6 separate regions of the Zea mays genome follow, and all the other regions are linked to region 5. A link is a contact called in public Hi-C data. All regions are on one chromosome and are shown on one strand. The core of a region is the stretch at or near the end of the contact, and the rest is flanking DNA. Distances in the headings are between cores, read along the strand shown.

Evidence for each region. A called contact is a pair of places that touch in the nucleus more often than the background predicts.
Region 1: a contact with region 5 is called in a Hi-C map of leaf, with 4 times the contacts expected there. The contact joins the enhancer-like site here to the promoter of LOC100276359 in region 5. A contact is called at or near these places in 6 of 25 Hi-C or Micro-C datasets (bundle sheath, ear, endosperm and 2 more) and 1 of 3 datasets of contacts at active chromatin or transcription factors (leaf).
Region 2: a contact with region 5 is called in a Hi-C map of ear, with 4 times the contacts expected there. The contact joins the promoter of LOC100276771 here to the promoter of LOC100276359 in region 5. A contact is called at or near these places in 2 of 25 Hi-C or Micro-C datasets (ear and tassel).
Region 3: a contact with region 5 is called in a Hi-C map of ear, with 4 times the contacts expected there. The contact joins the promoter of LOC100193580 here to the promoter of LOC100276359 in region 5. A contact is called at or near these places in 5 of 25 Hi-C or Micro-C datasets (ear, leaf and tassel).
Region 4: a contact with region 5 is called in a Hi-C map of tassel, with 7 times the contacts expected there. The contact joins the enhancer-like site here to the promoter of LOC100276359 in region 5. A contact is called at or near these places in 3 of 25 Hi-C or Micro-C datasets (bundle sheath, ear and tassel).
Region 6: a contact with region 5 is called in a Hi-C map of ear, with 1.8 times the contacts expected there. The contact joins the enhancer-like site here to the promoter of LOC100276359 in region 5. A contact is called at or near these places in 4 of 25 Hi-C or Micro-C datasets (bundle sheath, ear, endosperm and 1 more).

The regions. Positions count from the first base shown.
Region 1 is chr1:104,528,558-104,531,257 of Zm-B73-REFERENCE-NAM-5.0, forward strand. No RefSeq gene overlaps it. Among protein-coding and RNA genes, the nearest start is that of LOC103644829, 46 kb to the right of the region's middle. Within about 2 kb of position 1,369, at least 17 of the 20 cell types and tissues checked have an H3K27ac peak or open chromatin away from gene starts, as enhancers often do. A contact at or near this core is called in bundle sheath, ear, endosperm and 2 more, where this site is marked.
Region 2 is chr1:103,763,970-103,766,669 of Zm-B73-REFERENCE-NAM-5.0, forward strand. LOC100276771 reads right to left here and starts at 1,393. Exons shown (of 4, transcript NM_001150485.2): 1 at 612-1,393; 2 at 357-501. The coding sequence starts at 872.
Region 3 is chr1:103,928,448-103,931,147 of Zm-B73-REFERENCE-NAM-5.0, forward strand. It overlaps LOC100193580 (dihydroflavonol-4-reductase), which reads left to right and starts at 1,427. Exons shown (of 4, transcript NM_001138687.1): 1 at 1,427-2,014. The coding sequence starts at 1,679. It overlaps LOC103644826, which reads left to right. Exons shown (of 4, transcript XM_020542065.1): 4 at 79-875. The coding sequence ends at 585.
Region 4 is chr1:103,854,339-103,857,038 of Zm-B73-REFERENCE-NAM-5.0, forward strand. No RefSeq gene overlaps it. Among protein-coding and RNA genes, the nearest start is that of LOC103637719, 59 kb to the right of the region's middle. Within about 2 kb of position 1,438, at least 17 of the 20 cell types and tissues checked have an H3K27ac peak or open chromatin away from gene starts, as enhancers often do. A contact at or near this core is called in bundle sheath, ear and tassel, where this site is marked.
Region 5 is chr1:104,261,272-104,263,971 of Zm-B73-REFERENCE-NAM-5.0, forward strand. It overlaps LOC100276359, which reads left to right and starts at 1,309. Exons shown (of 3, transcript NM_001363293.1): 1 at 1,309-1,819; 2 at 2,284-2,590; 3 at 2,688-2,700. The coding sequence starts at 1,788.
Region 6 is chr1:104,613,597-104,616,296 of Zm-B73-REFERENCE-NAM-5.0, forward strand. No RefSeq gene overlaps it. Among protein-coding and RNA genes, the nearest start is that of LOC103637722, 5.1 kb to the left of the region's middle. Within about 2 kb of position 1,330, at least 19 of the 20 cell types and tissues checked have an H3K27ac peak or open chromatin away from gene starts, as enhancers often do. A contact at or near this core is called in bundle sheath, ear and tassel, where this site is marked.

The DNA.
Region 1 (2,700 bases), core at 119-2,618, 270 kb after region 5:
ACATACAAACAAGCAAATGATGAATACAGTTACATAACATTACAACAAAGCATAAGAACAAACCACGTAAAAATATTCTACGCGTCGCTACGTAACCGTAGGTTCAAGAACTACTAGGATCTGAGTTGAAACAATTAAGTTATGAATTTTATAAGATTATCGAATTGTTTTTGTGCTAAAAACTCAATTTCGTATTTAAATAACTGATTCTATATGATTTTATACTGCAGATACTTATTCCCTAAAACGCAGGGGACATTTTGTGAAAGTCTGGACCTAACCATAATGATCTTATACCTTTGCTGGACTACGGGTTTATTTACAAATTGTACAGGGTCTCTTTAGACAAATGACCATAGCGAAGGGGTACGTTTTTTTCTCCGTCGTCCGATCTAGAATCTACGGACCAGATTAGATCTCAAAACATAACCGAACAGGTACACATGTCCTCCGATAGATCCCATCGAACGCTCACGATTTTATTAGGTTTAATCAAGTTCTACCTGTCAGATTCTGAATCAACGATCCAGACCCGACCTACAAATCGATATGCGATCTCCTAACCTCATACGTTGGTACATGATCCAACAGCCACGACTTCCATCCAACCAACACACAACGTGCCTTACTCCCTCCCTCTCCCACAGCCAGCCAACGGCGGCATTCGCCAGCCATGGCGCAGGGATCACTGGAGCGCAGCAATCCGGCAGTCTCGCGACCCAAAACCGATCTGAGTGTCGCTACACTATGCACAGAACAAGGTGATAACTACAAGGAGATTCTTACTGGCGGTGGAGGCGCCTGAGAGTGTAGCCCACAGGGGTATGGAGACACCACAGCTACGGCGAACAATTCGCTGTGCCTTGGTCATGCCCCGAGCTCAGTTGACCACGGAATAGACTCCGTGAAGCCCGACGATGCTCCCGGACCTCCATTTGGCTTTTGAACAACGCCTCGGGGTGCAAGACCACGTTGGCGGCACCCATTCTTCCCCGACGCTAATGGCAGCTCTCATAGCTTTCGTCCCTTGGTTCCTCTAATCGACACTTGGTTCATGGGTGGCGCGTTGAATGGTTCCAGGGTGTGGGTGTGGGTGCGGGCGATGGTTTTTATGCTCTGGAGCCCACAAATTTTGCCATGGAGGAGCAGCTGATGATCCTGTGCGACTTCAACTGAATCCCTTGTTTCCGTCGAATTTGTTATGGAAGGAAGAGGACAGTTCGGATGAAGCGGTGCCATGCGCTAGTGTCCAAATAAAGTCCGCCGCGCTGTGGGACTCGCCGGTCATCTGCCTGGGCACACGTAGGCGAAGATCTGTGAGACGACTGGCTGACAACGCGAGACCACAAGTCAGTGCTGGCGCATGAATGATAAAGCTGACCAGTGGGGTCCTCCTGTCAGTGCACAGAGGGGAAGGCTGGGCCGAGCGGTGAGGGGAAAGGGAGAAGATGGGCTGGCTGGGCGGTTTGGGCCGAAGAGCGCAGGTACTTATATTTTTCCTTATTCGTTTTTTTGTTTTCTATTAGTTTTAAATATTTTAAATTTAAATGAGTTACCAATTCAACTGTAGATACAACAAACAAAGAAATCCAGCATGTGACTAAACATATTTATAGTATTAGTTATTCTTATCAATTTAGGCAAATATTTTAAATATGTAATGCACACACACATGCGATATTTGCTTCAATAGTTCATAAAAAATTTTAGTACTCATTATGTATTTTCCTCAATATAAAATGCTTTACCCCCTTTTAGAATATAATTTATATCCTAAAAGAATAGACTTATCAATTAGTTAGTTTGAGATACATTTATATTTATATAATTAGGTTTCAAATCAAATTCTAGTCTTTAGTAGAAAACATATTTATTCTAAGAGATGTGATTTGAAAGATAAGAAAATTATTATACTTTTATTCAAATTCTATGGATTTTTTTTTCTAAATATCAAAAATAGAATTTTGAGGTGTTACAGAACTACATATATAAAATACCAAATGAAGTACATAGTTCCATACCTTTGCCTTTTTACCTGAATAAAATACAGTCCAATCTCAAGGCAATTCTTCTTTTGCTTGTGCATGCCACTCCTCCTTTGATTTCTACTTGACATGGCTCATAGAGTGTATTAAAACACAAGCAAGATGTTTTCTTGTTCTAGCAATCAAATATTACTAAAACAAAGAAACATCATAAATGTGGACCAGAATTTAAATACCATGCTTGCAGAAGGTGAATATCAATTGACGCACACTCATACCAATTGCAAAGTTATGCCAAATACAAGATAGCATGATTAATACAAAAACAGAACTCCAGGATTAACCACATAAATGAACACATCATAAGCCATGGCAGATACTAATAGATAGATCAATATAGAATCTACTAATCATAATGCCATGACTAAATAGCATGATTAACTTCAATTTAAAGATATGCCATGACCAAACTACTTGACACATGCAGATTGCCAGAATGAATTAGTTAAAGCAAATGCAATCTCATATAGAAGGATCACTTCGAAGACAGGCAAAGCAAGATATACACATACTCAAGTGCGTTAAAAATTTCCTATGTGACTACTCAAGGCACAAGGAATATACCAATTGGGAATAATGCACTTAAGATCGTAGAGTTATCGGCCTTTGGAGATTTCCATATTGTAGGTTCTTTTATTCATTTTCTATTGAGGTC
Region 2 (2,700 bases), core at 143-2,642, 500 kb before region 5:
TCATTGCTTTAGATACGAGCACACGGAAGATTGATCTTTGTTCGAGTGGTATTTACAAAAATATTATTCTCAAATTTATTTTACATTATCTTATTTGTTTATTCTTGTCTTTATGTGTGTGTGTTTTAAAAAATAGTAGATCCTACCTCTGCATTTGGAACAATTGATGAAGAGAGAAGATATTGCTCCACAACTCGTATGTTATAGCTTTTGAACTATATTGCTCCAATTATGTTGAAATACACACACGGTGTCATCCTATATTCCTATTACTTCAATGGAACAAGTGTAATCCATGAAACAAGCAGTAGGAAGATTGCATAGAGCAATTTGAAAATAGGGCGGTTGGGTAGTACCAAATCCTATCTGATCCTTGTAGGATGAAAAGGGCTCAGGAGCGTCATCCTTGCTGGGCGGAGCGACGTCCCTGACGAGCTCAGCATACTCCTTCCTCTCCTGTGTCTCCCGGAGCTTCTCCAGCCTCGCCTTCAGCTCATCGCTCTGCAAACCAACCACATGACAGACTAAACCGAATCAGAATCAAAACCCACCTATTTGCCGGTACGCACAGGCCGGGACAGACAGTGCCACCAAAGACTGAGAGAAAGAACCTTCTCACGAGGTTTCGGGCTGGGTAGCACGAAGTCGGCGCCCTGGAGGAGGTCGCGGAGCGGCGGGCGGGTGTCCGGCGAGGTGGCGCACCAGATGGCACGCAGAGAGCGGTAGGAGACGGCAGGGTCCGAGGCTAGGTCGGAGGCGAGGTCACGAAGATCGGCGGGCAGGCTGACAGAGGCGGCGGCGGACGAGAGGAAGGAGCGAATGGGAGCGGTTGCTGCGACGGCGAGGCCCGTCACGGCGGTGGTCATCGCCATGACTGGCTTCAGGGAACCCAGCTACCGGACGGAAAAGAACCCGCCGTAGGAGGAGCTCTATGGCGCGGAGTCTCGCAGAGCACCTCGGTCCGTCTCCGGCGGTGGTGATGCGACCGAGCGAGGAGAGACTGAGGCAGCGGCCTAGGTCGGGCGCTCGCGACCGGATCTCACGAGGGCAGCAACACGAGGCCGTGGGTGCGACGTGGAGAAGGGGGCGCAGGAGCAGGCGAAGGCGCCGGCGAGGAGAGGAGGCGCGGGCTCCGGCAAGGAAGAGGGGGAGGCGGAAGCAGCGAATGAGCTCGTGCGCTCCACTCGTGACCGGATCGCACGAGTGCTGCAACGGCGAGGCCGTGGGTGCGGCGGTCAACGGGGTGGAGAAGGGGCGCGCAAGCGCCGGCGATGAGGAAGAGGAAGAGGTGGCGACGGCGAGGTGGGAAGCGGGAGGAAGGGGCCGGCAACGGCGGGGTGATGCGGGTAGAGCAGGGAGATCGAGATTCGAGAATCACCCTACAGCAGTGTTACCCATCCCGTTTGTGAACTGAATTCCGTCCGTTTCTGAAAACGGGAAATAACTGAATTTCGCATTCCCGAAGGGTTTACGTATTCAAATTCAAAAATTCGAATTTCGTATTTCCTGACCAAATTTCGGTGTTTTTTTGACCGGGAACCGTATTTTAGTTAGAAAAAAATAAAAAAATTGGTATAATTTGTCTGTATTTATTCAAATCATGTTGCACAATAAATAACAATATATTCACAAATAATTTAATGTCCAAAATCACATAAACCATACTTATGCAAATAGAAACCCGCAATTTGAGTGCAACGCAAAGCAAAAAGGTTACAATCATGTCATACAGTGATACAAGTATATATAAAGTTTTCCATAACACAATTCTTCACACAAATTATGTACAGACCATATATTCTACTGGAATCATAGTATTCCGGCATGTGTTGAACCTTTCGGGTATGCCATCATCAACAAGTCCGCAACCGAATGATGTCGTTGTGAATGAGGTGCTCCATAACTTGTATCTTGGGAGGTATGGTGTCGTGGTTTTGGAAATCAAGAGGACAATAGAATTTGTGTCCAGAAGGGGATGTTCGCGCGGACTCACTTCGAATAATGAACCACGTGGGATTCTGACAAGGCGTTTGAGACAGAAAGTCATACTTAAAAGGTAATTAGGCTTACACCTTTTTTCTAATTGATTTTGGTGATTGAATTGCCCAACACAAATAATTGGACTAACTAGTTTGCTCTAGTCTATAAGTTCTATAGGTGCCAAAGGTTCACAATAAGCCAATAAAAAGACCAAGAAAGGGTTCAAAAAAAGAGAGCAAAAGATAACCCAAAGGCACTCTGGTCTGGCGCACCGGACTGTACGGTGTGCAACCGGACAGTGTCTGGTGCACCACCGGACAGTGTCCGGTGCACCAGGGCACTCGAGGCTGAACTCTTCACCTTCGGGAAATTCAGAGGGCACTCCGCTATAATTCACCGGACTGTCCGGTGAGTCACCGGACAGTGACCGATGCACACCGGACTATCCGGTGTGCCAGCGGAGCAACGGCTACTTCGCGCACAACGGTCGTCTGCAACCACATTTAATGCGCTACAGTGCGCGCCAGAGTCAGAGCACGCGCAGTTGGCGCACCGGACAGTCTACAAGACCTATCCGGTGCACCACCGGACAGCCCATAGGCCCCACAAGTCAGAGCTGCAACGGTCGAACCCCAACGGTCTGCTGACGTGGCTGGCACACCGGACTGTCCGGTGCACCATGCGACAGCACACTTCCAACGGCCATTTTTGGTGGTTGGG
Region 3 (2,700 bases), core at 177-2,676, 330 kb before region 5:
CTAGTGTAGCTCATCATCACCCTCATTTTATTGAATGCAATGTTGATGTCTATGCACTAATTATCTTATTGCATGCAGGATGAAAGAAACAAGGGTGATGATGAATTTATAAACAAGCCTCTTCCCTACTATGGCAACCTTGCTACAATTTTTGGCAATAGTGTTGCATCAGGACGATTTGCAAAGACATCAAATGACCCTCTTGCTGTTGATGATGGTGAAGATGTGCAAAAGGAAGGGTGTATTGCAACATCTAGTGCTGTCCATGAGAATGACCCTGCAGCAACATCTGCAACTAAACCATCCAAGAAGGCCAAGAGGGAAGACAATGGTACTGAATTCTTAGTTGAAGCATTTCAGCATGCCACTCAAACACTAGCCAGTGCCATCAAGGAGGCAGCAAACAAACCTTTGCCAGCTGGTTTGTTTGAAGCTGTAGACAATATTCCAGGATTTGAGATTGCGCACAAGTCCAAGTATTATTCTCATTTGGTTTCTAATCCTGACATTGCACATGCTTTCATGGATGTGCCATTGCTTTACAAGGTCTCTATGATTACCGACTTCGTTAATGAGAAGTTTTAGGCTTTATGGTAATCTAATAATACATTTCACAATTTGTATGGATCTATGTAAGGACCTATGTTTGTTTGAAACTATGTATGGACATGTGTGTGATATGTTATGAAACTTATTTTTGACATAACACTTTTGTGATGGTTGTATGGATGAGTCATGTGTAAGATTATGGAGTAATTATTATACATTTTATGATCTATAGTTATATTTGTCATCTTAAGATATGACTAATGGTTGTATGAATGTGTCATATCTTAAAATACAGATTGACTAATGGAGAAAATTATCTATTTGCACTCATCAAACAAATATAGAGCATAGCCACTCCATTATGCTTTACTCTTGAACCAAACACAAAATGAAATCGCTCCGTTCTACTTCACTCTAGAACCAAACAAAGGATGGAGCCACTCTGTTCCAGTTCACTCTGCAACCAAACAAAAAACAGAGCCGTTCCGTTCCAGCTTACCAAACACAAAACAGAGCGGCTCCATTCCTAGAATCAGGGATGGAACGGTTCCGTTCTAGTTGGCTCCTGAACCAAACACTACCTTAAAGATGTTTTATAGGATACTGTTAAAGTTTATAGACGAAAAATCTTCTAGAGTGCGTTTACCGTCGTCTCTTGGACGCAGCAGTAGGGGAGCAGGCGAGCACGCCCAACCAACAACGCCAACGGCAAAAGCACAAGAGACACGACGGCACGGCACGGCACGGCACGGCACGGCACGGCACCGCACCGGGAGTCCATCCGTCCGTCCGGCACGCACGCACGCCCTTTGAATGCCCCCTCCCGCCTGCCTGCTGCCTCTGACCCGGCCCCGTATCGTATGATTCATTGATTCGTATCTCCTCTCCTCTCCCGGCTCGGAATAACCCGTCTCTCTCGCCCGCCCTGTCCTTGCCGGCCGGCCCCGGCCCCGGTCTCTTCTCTTCTTCTTCTTTTTCTTCCCGCTATATATACTGCGCGCCTCACCTTCCCCTCTTTGCAATCCGTATCATCATCTTGGCCTCGTCAATCCACCACCACCGTCGTCGCTGAGCTCCTCCTCCGGCTTCGCTTCGCTGTCTTGCCTCCTCCTCGGTCGAAGAAGAAAACATGTGTCCGGGATCCGTGGAGTCGTCGTCGGCGGCGGCGGCGGGCAAGAGCGTGTGCGTGATGGACGCCGCGGGGCCGCTGGGCCACGCGCTCGTGGACCGCCTCCTCCGGCGCGGGTACACCGTCCACGCCGCCACGTACGCCCGCGACGGGGAGGAGGGCGCGGCTGCCGCCGCGCTGCTCGGCCACCTGTCGTGCGCCGCCGACGCGTGCAGGCACCGGCTGAAGCTGTTCCGCGCCGACCCGTTCGACTACCACGCCATCGCCGACGCCGTGCGGGGCTGCGCCGGCGTCTTCTGCATGTTCAACACGCCCGACGACCAGGCCCAATGCGATGTGAGTACAAGACGGCAGCTTGCTTGATTTCTTTCGCCTCTCTCTCTCTCCTCTGCATATTAGTATTAATCCGGGTTTTCCCCTCGAAGAAACGAAAGCTCGTTTGTAGGAGTGACTTGTAGGTAGTAGCGCTCACTGCATAAAATTGGATTGGATTGGATTATGCTCTCCTATACTAGTAGACCCAGCCAGAGCTTATACTAGCACTGTAGCATGAACAGGGACCGGGACAGCTGGACAGTGGCAGAGGAGAGGAGATGAGCCGATCCTGTGCTACCTTTTCCTCCCTTTTCCATGAATCTCCATCTCCCTCCTCCCTGGTCTAGGCTGTTTGGTTCGTTCCAGAGGAGGGCTGGGACCCGGACCTCTTCATACTCCTCTGATGATGATGACCCATTAATGACACAGCTCATGTGTGGTGTGGCTGTGACTTGTGACTTGTGATGAGTGAGCGTGCCCCTTCTTCCTCCTCCAGCCTCCAGGCTCCAGCTCCAGGTGCGGTGTGAAGTCCCGCTCCTGCTCCTGTCCTACCAGCGTACTACTCCAGTAGTACAGTGGAGTAGCCGAGCGCATTTAATAGCTGGACAAGGTGAGAGGAGGAAGCTCACACACAGCACAGCACAGAGGGACCGCAACGGAGCAGAGAACTGGGCCACCAAACTGAACCAACCGCGGGAAGGGGAAAG
Region 4 (2,700 bases), core at 188-2,687, 410 kb before region 5:
GCCAGAGCACCAAATAGTCAGTCATGTTTGATTTATTTTTGCCTACATGCCAAGTGATCATATTGTTGTTTACTCATACCAATTGCCTCTCCGAAACTAAGTAGAGTAGCCAGATTGTGTAAGACCTAAAATTGGCATAAAAATATCATAAAATAATAAAATAAAGAAATAGATATATTTATGATAGTGTTTCTAGAATTTTTGAAAGCCTTGGGGAAAATTTACTAGGACCTTTCCTAATAAAATAATAATGTTGATTTAGTAGCCACTAGATAAAATAATGAGGAGAGGCATCCCTTGCTTATAATTTGTGGTGATACATCCTATTAAAATGAAGTATCATAATTTAAATTTGACCTCAAAATTTTAAATTGAAAACATAAAAGAGAAAATGAGGAAAGAAATTGTGATTGAATCATTTATTACTAGAATTATATAAGGGGAAGGAGAATAAATACTAATACTGAAAATAGTAGAGTTTATATTCATAATTGAATCATATTTGATATTGGAAATTTGAACTTCAAAATAGGGATTTGAATTTGATTTGGATATCTGAAATAGAAAATATAAAGGAAAATAGAAAATATGAAAGAAAAGAAAAACCCACGTATGGGCTGAATTCCTGCATCCCCGGCCCACTCCACTATTCCCCCTCTGCAGCTCGCCTCGGACCTCTCCCCTTTTCTAAGTCGCTTACTTGTGGGGCCCACCGGTCGGCCTCACACCTGGCTCACCATCGGAACTTCTGTGTCGCTAGCAGTTGGGTCGGGCGTCATGTAACTTCGAGAGAGCATGTCCACCCTTGTCTCGCCGACGGGTGGGACCCAGCCCTTCGCATTGTTCCTCTTCCCAGTGTGGAACTCCAACAAACCATGCCGCCGATGCCTCCGCATGCACCACGCCGATTCCGCGGGGGACTATTGGGATATGCTGCACGGAGAATAATTATCATGCCCCCTCGCTTTGTCCAAACCACGAGTCGCATCGTCCTACCTCGAACCCCATCACCGAGCTTGAAGAGAGAGAGAAAGTCGCCGCCGAGGAAGACCGGTCCCTGTCGCCATTGAACCACGGAGTGCGGTTCCGGAGGGTCGAAATCATCCGCTGACCGAACGTGTGGCACGACCTCGTGTTGGGAGGGGCAGAAGTGCAAGAATTTGTCAACGGAGTTCCCCGCCGCCATGCTTGCGCCGTGCTTCGTGGTCGGGCCTCGCCGCCGTCTTGAGCACCGGTATGACCGCCTCCATGGCATTCGTTTTTTTCCTGCACCGCGCTGCACCTATCCGAAGTTCGATTGAATCGCCTGTGCAAGGGGTCGATGAACGCCGGCGTGCTTCTACCGCAGTTGGGGGAGGCAACGTCTTAGTCGGTCAGGTGGGGGGAGAAGCTCGGGTGTCGTTAGTCTTGAGATAAACTGTCACGATTAGGCGGGCAGATCCCACTTCGATGACCGTCGATCTGTGAAGCAATGGCCAGGTTCACTTACCGCTTCACGATCTAATCTGTGCCACGCAAAAATAATCCAACGGCTCACGGACACCGGTACCCCATCCCTCGTGGAAAAATTGCAAAAGAAACCCTGCAGTATCCGGAAACCAACCCGCCATCCTAGTTTTCAAAGTTGAGCCCTCGAGTAAACCTTTTATAATTACAAACTGGCCCTGGACTTTGCATTTAAGCCCGGGAAAGTGATTATGTGTATAAAAATAGTCCTAAATAACCTAGAAAACTAGGAATTCCATAACTTTTTTATTTTAACTCTGATTTAATCTGTTCGAGTTGTGATATCTTCGTAATTAAATTGCCTACGCTATAGTAACATTATTTTACCAAGTAACATGTTTTCCAAAATAGACATTATGTTTAACCCATGTTAGTAGATTAACACTTTAATCAAAGTTATTCTGTATATGATTATAGGTTGACTAGCATATGATTTCTAATTAGGTTATAACTTAGATTAAAGTGGAATTAGTTAGATTCCTTAAAATAGCTTTCTCACATGATCACAATACCATAGTTTTGCTATTTAACCATGAATACCTTTGGAAAACCATATCTTTTTAATGGTAACGCTGATTTTAGTCGTTCTCGAACCCACGATCTCGTAGCTTCGCGTAGATCATTATTATTCAGTTTGTACTTATGTTTGATGTGATGTTAATTTTTCCTATACACTGTTTATTTGAATTGCTACGACTAGCGCGAGGATACATGTCATCTGAAGAGCAAGTTGGTACCTGGAATCCCAAGTCCCAGGCAAGTTGTGCCCTTGATCACTTCTTTTGACCCAGTCATCTTATGATTAATCATAATGATCTGCATAGGTTAATTTTGATGGGACCCAATAGGTTACCCTAGTTTGACTATCTTTATACCTTCTTTACCACTGAATTCTTGGGTAGTACCTGCTATTGCTTTATGTGGTTTTGGGTATAGAGATATACATTATTGAAGATCATACTTTATTATCAGTTGTTACTTATTGTTCATGATAAGATCATTATGTTAATTGGAACAAGGAGCGACCACCGGGGAAAACAGTGCTACCACAAGGGTGGTATGGGACGCCCTTGGCTGACTAATTAGGAAAGCTAGTGGAGGACTACCTTACCTGAAAGGGGAAAGGGCAGTAGGGGAGTGGTCAGTGTAGGGAGGCCCTTCGGTTGATTTTGCTGCGATGGTGGTCTGGCGAGG
Region 5 (2,700 bases), core at 59-2,558:
TGAAGTTGAGATCAAGGTCACGATGCTGTTCTTGAGAAAAGATTTTTAGTGGCTCTTATGCATCCCCTCTGATCGCCTATCCGGTCCTTCACCTTGGGACCTGAGGGCCCCAAGGACATACTCATAAGTGTCTTAAGGCACGAAATGGCAATAGGACTATCTCACAATCACCCCGGGGCATGAGGTGGCTCGACAACTTAGTCTCATGAATGCCTCGAGGCATGAGGAGCCTCGATGACTTGACCTCTTGTTAGTGCTCTTGGGCATGGTGTGCCCCTAGGGACTTAGGATATTTTACTCAAGGGCCTAGAGCACTAGGGACCCTTGGGCCCTAGAGCGTCCTAGCATGGATGACTGTCATGCCTTCTAGCAGCTCTGAGTGATTATTTTATCCGAATACTTTTATAACATATCAACTGGTGTTGGGCTTTATTCCTAGACAGGCCAAGGGTGGCTCCTTGTACTTGGAGATATATGATCAATTGTCCTGTTACAGTGGTCCTAAAGTCAGTCTCTTGAGTCGGAATTCTTGCACGCGCCTTGTGACAGTCGAGGATATATACCTTCTCCGTATGTAGTGGCGGATCTAGGATCCATGACAAGGGAGGCTAGAAGAAGCTAACTATCTTCTTTTTTCCACATAATTTTCTCGTTTTCTCTTCACCTTGTTCTTCCATCCTCTCCCTTCTTGCTTCTCCCTCCCTCTCTTTCTTCTCTTTTTTCTTCCTCTACCTTACTCTCTCCTACTTATATGCTATCGGGCTCGAGCCCACCCAGCCGCCTCGACGTAAGTCATTCCAAGAGTTAAAACATCTCAAAGTTAATTAAAATTATAGAGAAAATACAAAATATTATAATATTAAATATGTATACTATAAAATAATATTAATGAAGAATCTAATCATACATATTAAATATTATAAATTTTATCTATTTATTATATAAGTTTAATCGACTGTATAAAATCTTTTCTCGATCCGCTCCACGCATGCACACCAGAATTATCGATGAGGTTACAACTGCTAGTATCTTGGTATGTATTTTATTTATATTGTACATGGAGTACACCGAAGCCAAGGCTTGTATCGTGCTAGCGATAGCAAATAACATCAGTTTAATTTTTAGTAGCAGATAGGACCATAAATGGCTGGTGATTGGGTGCAGTATCGAGAACACCGCAGAGACTGAACTGCCGATACGGTTGGCGAGATAGGAAGCATGTGCAAGCCACGGTGGCGTCCATAATTTTGCAGCGCTGCTCTGCAATCAGTAGGTGGCGGTGCTGGTGGCGTACCACCGATCTCACCTCCCAGCTCCAAAGAGGACACTTAATTCTAGTTCTAGTAGCAGCAGCAGCAGCTACTAGTACTGGTTCCTCGTGATTAGTATGAGTAATTACTAGTAAGACGCAGAAGCAACGATCTGCCTATTGCCAGTACGCAGGAGTAGTTGTTGACGTGCACTGCAGAGCGGGAACGGAGTTGGAAATTGTGGGGGGAGGACCGGAGTTTCGTAGCCGTCGGCGACGACGGACGTGGTCCTGCCCTTTCTCTTCCTTCCCTCCGCATCTGATCTGCCTGTCTGCGCTGCTCGTCTGGTCTGGTCTGGCCTGGCAACCCCCCTCCTCCCCTCTTCGGCCGCCTTTGCCTTTTGCCTTTGCAGCCTTTTTGCACCCTGCCTGCCTCCCCTCCTACCCTTCCTCCCCCTCCGCCTCCCACCGGCCCACCCCCACTCTCTTCTTCTCCACTCGGCCGGGCACTCTCCTTGCCCCGGCCTCACACCATCACATGTCCACAATGCTGCCGTCCTCCAGATCGAGGTGACTTACTTTCGCCCCCTCCCCTGCTCCCGGACTCTTGCGTTTTCTCTCTCTTTTATTTATTTATTTGCTCGCGCTCTTGTTCCGCCTGTCGGTTTTCTCTTCTTTCTTGAATGACAGATCTAGTATCCAGTAATCCAGTTAGAGCCGCCTGTCGCTCTTGCTGCCGTAGTTGCCTCCTTGTCAAATATGTGTATACTGGGCTACTGGCTCGTGTGATTTCCGCCACACGCCAATGTGCCTTTCTTCAGATGCCGTTTCATCTCTGCAAATCCTCGAATTCCGATCGTGGCCGTTACGGTTTCATTTGATCGATTTCCAACAAGAAAAATCTGAACCTGCCTGCGTTCAACCCTGTGGCTTCGTGCCACTCCACTAGTTTGCAGTTTGCACTCGATTCGGCGACAGAGAAAAAAATAGATTTTTGATTTTTAATTAACGGCGATGGATGTCGCCATTGGCAGATCTGGGCCGAACGAGTCCCCCGTCAGCAGGGGCAGGCCGAGCACGCCATCCTCCAACCACCGCCCCTCCACGCCGTCCTCCAACCACCGCCCCTCCACCCCGGGCGGCACCAGGAGGAGCAGCGTCGGCACGCCATCCACGCCGCGCTCCCGCAGCAACGGCGCGGGCCCCTTCAAGTCCGAGCCCAACTCGCCGCCGTCGGCCGCCGCGCAGAAGCCCCGCCTCTCGTTCGACCGCTCCCCGAGATCCGGGGACACCAAGCCCGTCGTCGAGCGCCGGGTGCCCAAGATCGGCACGACTCCTGAAGTAAGTATACCGCACCCAACGGCAACCATCGTGTCGGTTCTTGACGCACTCCTATGCCTGTTGCCTGATCGCTATGGTTTTCTCGCTGGGATCGCAGAAGCATCTCCGGA
Region 6 (2,700 bases), core at 80-2,579, 350 kb after region 5:
GTGATTCTGAAACAAAGACCCGTCTATCACCTACCACTCACGTCACCGGAATCAACCTTTATGGCACCATGAAAGTACAGATCAAGAATGGGAAATGAAAGATTTCAGAAGATGTTGTACCTTTCACTGAAGCGAGGCTTCTTCGAGGCAGCTACGATTGCTTTAGCTTTACGCCGACGACGCCGACCAACAAATCTGCCAAGCTCCGAGAGTGATACGTCCGTAGACAAGCTACATCGTCTGAGCCTTCTTCATCTTCACTGACCTTCAGATCCGGCTGGAGGTGTCCTCCAGGAAAGCGCCTGCTGCGGTCTCCTCCACCGCCACCGACCCACCGGCGGAACCCCAGATCCACAACGACACTGGATCTGGCGACAGCTACCGGCTCCGACGCCGATGCCCTCGGCACTTTAGTCGTCGCGGCCACGCACAGGGACTTCGCTGCCAAGGAAGAGGGGTGAGCCGGAAGGAGCGAGAAGAGGTGGCCAGCGTCTGCTAGAAGTCTCCAGAGGCGGAGGAAGCGAGGGAGCGAGAGTCGTATTTCGCACGTTACCGAGACAGTGATGAACATAGGCCATTGATTCACGATCGAGCGACTTCAAGAATTTGAACCGACGTGGATAGCGCCTTTATCGCTGTTTTGAACCGGCTTTCATAGTATAGAAATTACCGGCCAAAGAGTTATCGGTCAATCTTAGTCATCCGATCAGTTGCGCACGGCCAGATAAATTATTCTATACCCGAACAGTGAGACGCGACAGTCGTAGGATTAGAGATCTGTGGCTTGGATTTTATGAATTGAGATCTAATAGGGACCGTATCGATCACATCGAACGGCCCGGATTGACCCGGCCGAAGCAGTACCCATGTCTAATCCGCACCGTTCCCGGGTCATCCTATGGCTCAGATGTTATTGAAAGAAAGGATATCGTCATCTAATCCTGACCCTCCCATCAAGATCTGAAGATCCACAGCTTTCATGCTTCCCCCGACGGTGCTACGGCCGGCGCCCCAGCAGTCCACGACGTAAACCATCGCTAGCGTGAACGCCCCGGCCTCACTGCGACCGAAATCAAAACCAACTAATGCTACACGAAGAGGGCGATTACACGGACTAGATGAGGGGGGCCTCACCTGATATGGCGACGCAGAGAAGGTGGTCTGTGGCAGGGGCCTTTCCGCCACGGAGGATTTGCTCCGGCGAGCAATTCCCGATGGCTCGGAGCGTAATCCCCCAGGCAAAGCAATGTTCGTGATCTGTGAAGCTTGGTGAAAGTTCCCCGTCCCGACCGAAGGTCTACGTTGCAGCCGAGTTCGATTTCGACCGTGGCGGCCCTCACCACTCCCCAAGTTGGTGAAGCTGGGCCACGCAGGAGAGGAGGAAAACGGCCCAGGTTGGGGTTTTGTCCTTTTCTTTTTCTTTTTCCTTTTCTATTTTCTTTCTTTTCCAAATTCAAATGTTCAAGTCAAATTCAAATTTCTATTTTGAATTTTAGATCTCCAATCTCAAACATAATCCTAATGTGAATATGAATCCTACTATTTTCAATATTATTATTTATTCTCCTTCCCATTATTTAATTCTAGTAGTAATATATGAATTCATTACAATTTCCTTTCTCATTTTCTGTTTTACATTTTCATTTATAATTTGAGGTCAAATTTAAGTTGTGATTCCTTTATTTCAATAAAATTTATCACAATAAAATCATCAGCATGAGATGCACAATTCTTTATTTATTTATTAGTTACTTGACTAATTTAACACTATTAACTGATTATAAAAAGGAAGGGAACTAATAAATCTCCAAAGGTTTTAAAAATTCCCAAAACTCTAACATAAATATAATTATTTATTATTTTTTCCCGTATACAAATTTTGGGCTTTACACCACCTGAAGCCCAACTTGTATGCATAGGAGTAGCGCATCCGGTGGTGCAACGACCAAGTATACGTCCTCGCTGATGAGCACGGGGTGCACTTTGTCTGGCAGCCCAGCCAAGAGTCGTCGGGACTCGCCATGTCGCGCGCGTTCGACGAATACTATATCAAGGACTGTGGCGTCATCACAGCGCCAGAGGTGACGCAGAGGAGGACCAACAGCCATGACCAGTTCGCCATCCTCGCCTCCGTTTGGGTAGCTTTTGTGTCGGCTTGCCTTTAATTCTCTGTGCAAACACACACTTGCCTTTTTGTTTAAGCAAGTGTGTATGTTGGTGCGTGCCTGATGACTAACGATGCACGAGAGAACTTCTTTCGACAGGTGTGGGACGTGCTCTCCAACGACGAGACCATGCAGATCGTGACATATATAGAAGTCTGCATGGTACTGATGGTTGCAATATAGTGGTGAAACAACTAGATTAAAATAACAAAATTTATGTATGGCCAGGATCACAAATGGATTATGAAACATTTTCTCATAACAGTATAACACACATTTCGTATATAAGTTATCGTGGTATTATATGTTCCGTTGCAACGCACGGGCTCATCTAGTTTTGGGTATAAGGCTGTGTTGGTGAGCGAAGCAGAGCCCCGTCGCTGGAAGCTTGACCCTAATTAGGGTTTTCTGCTACATCATTATCTTTACTCCTCTTGTAAGTCGTCGTCTAGGGATGACGTTCTGTAGACACTCCACATTATAGTGAAGGTTTGGTCTAGCTGGTGACCTCTTTGCATTGAAGGGTTTTCACATA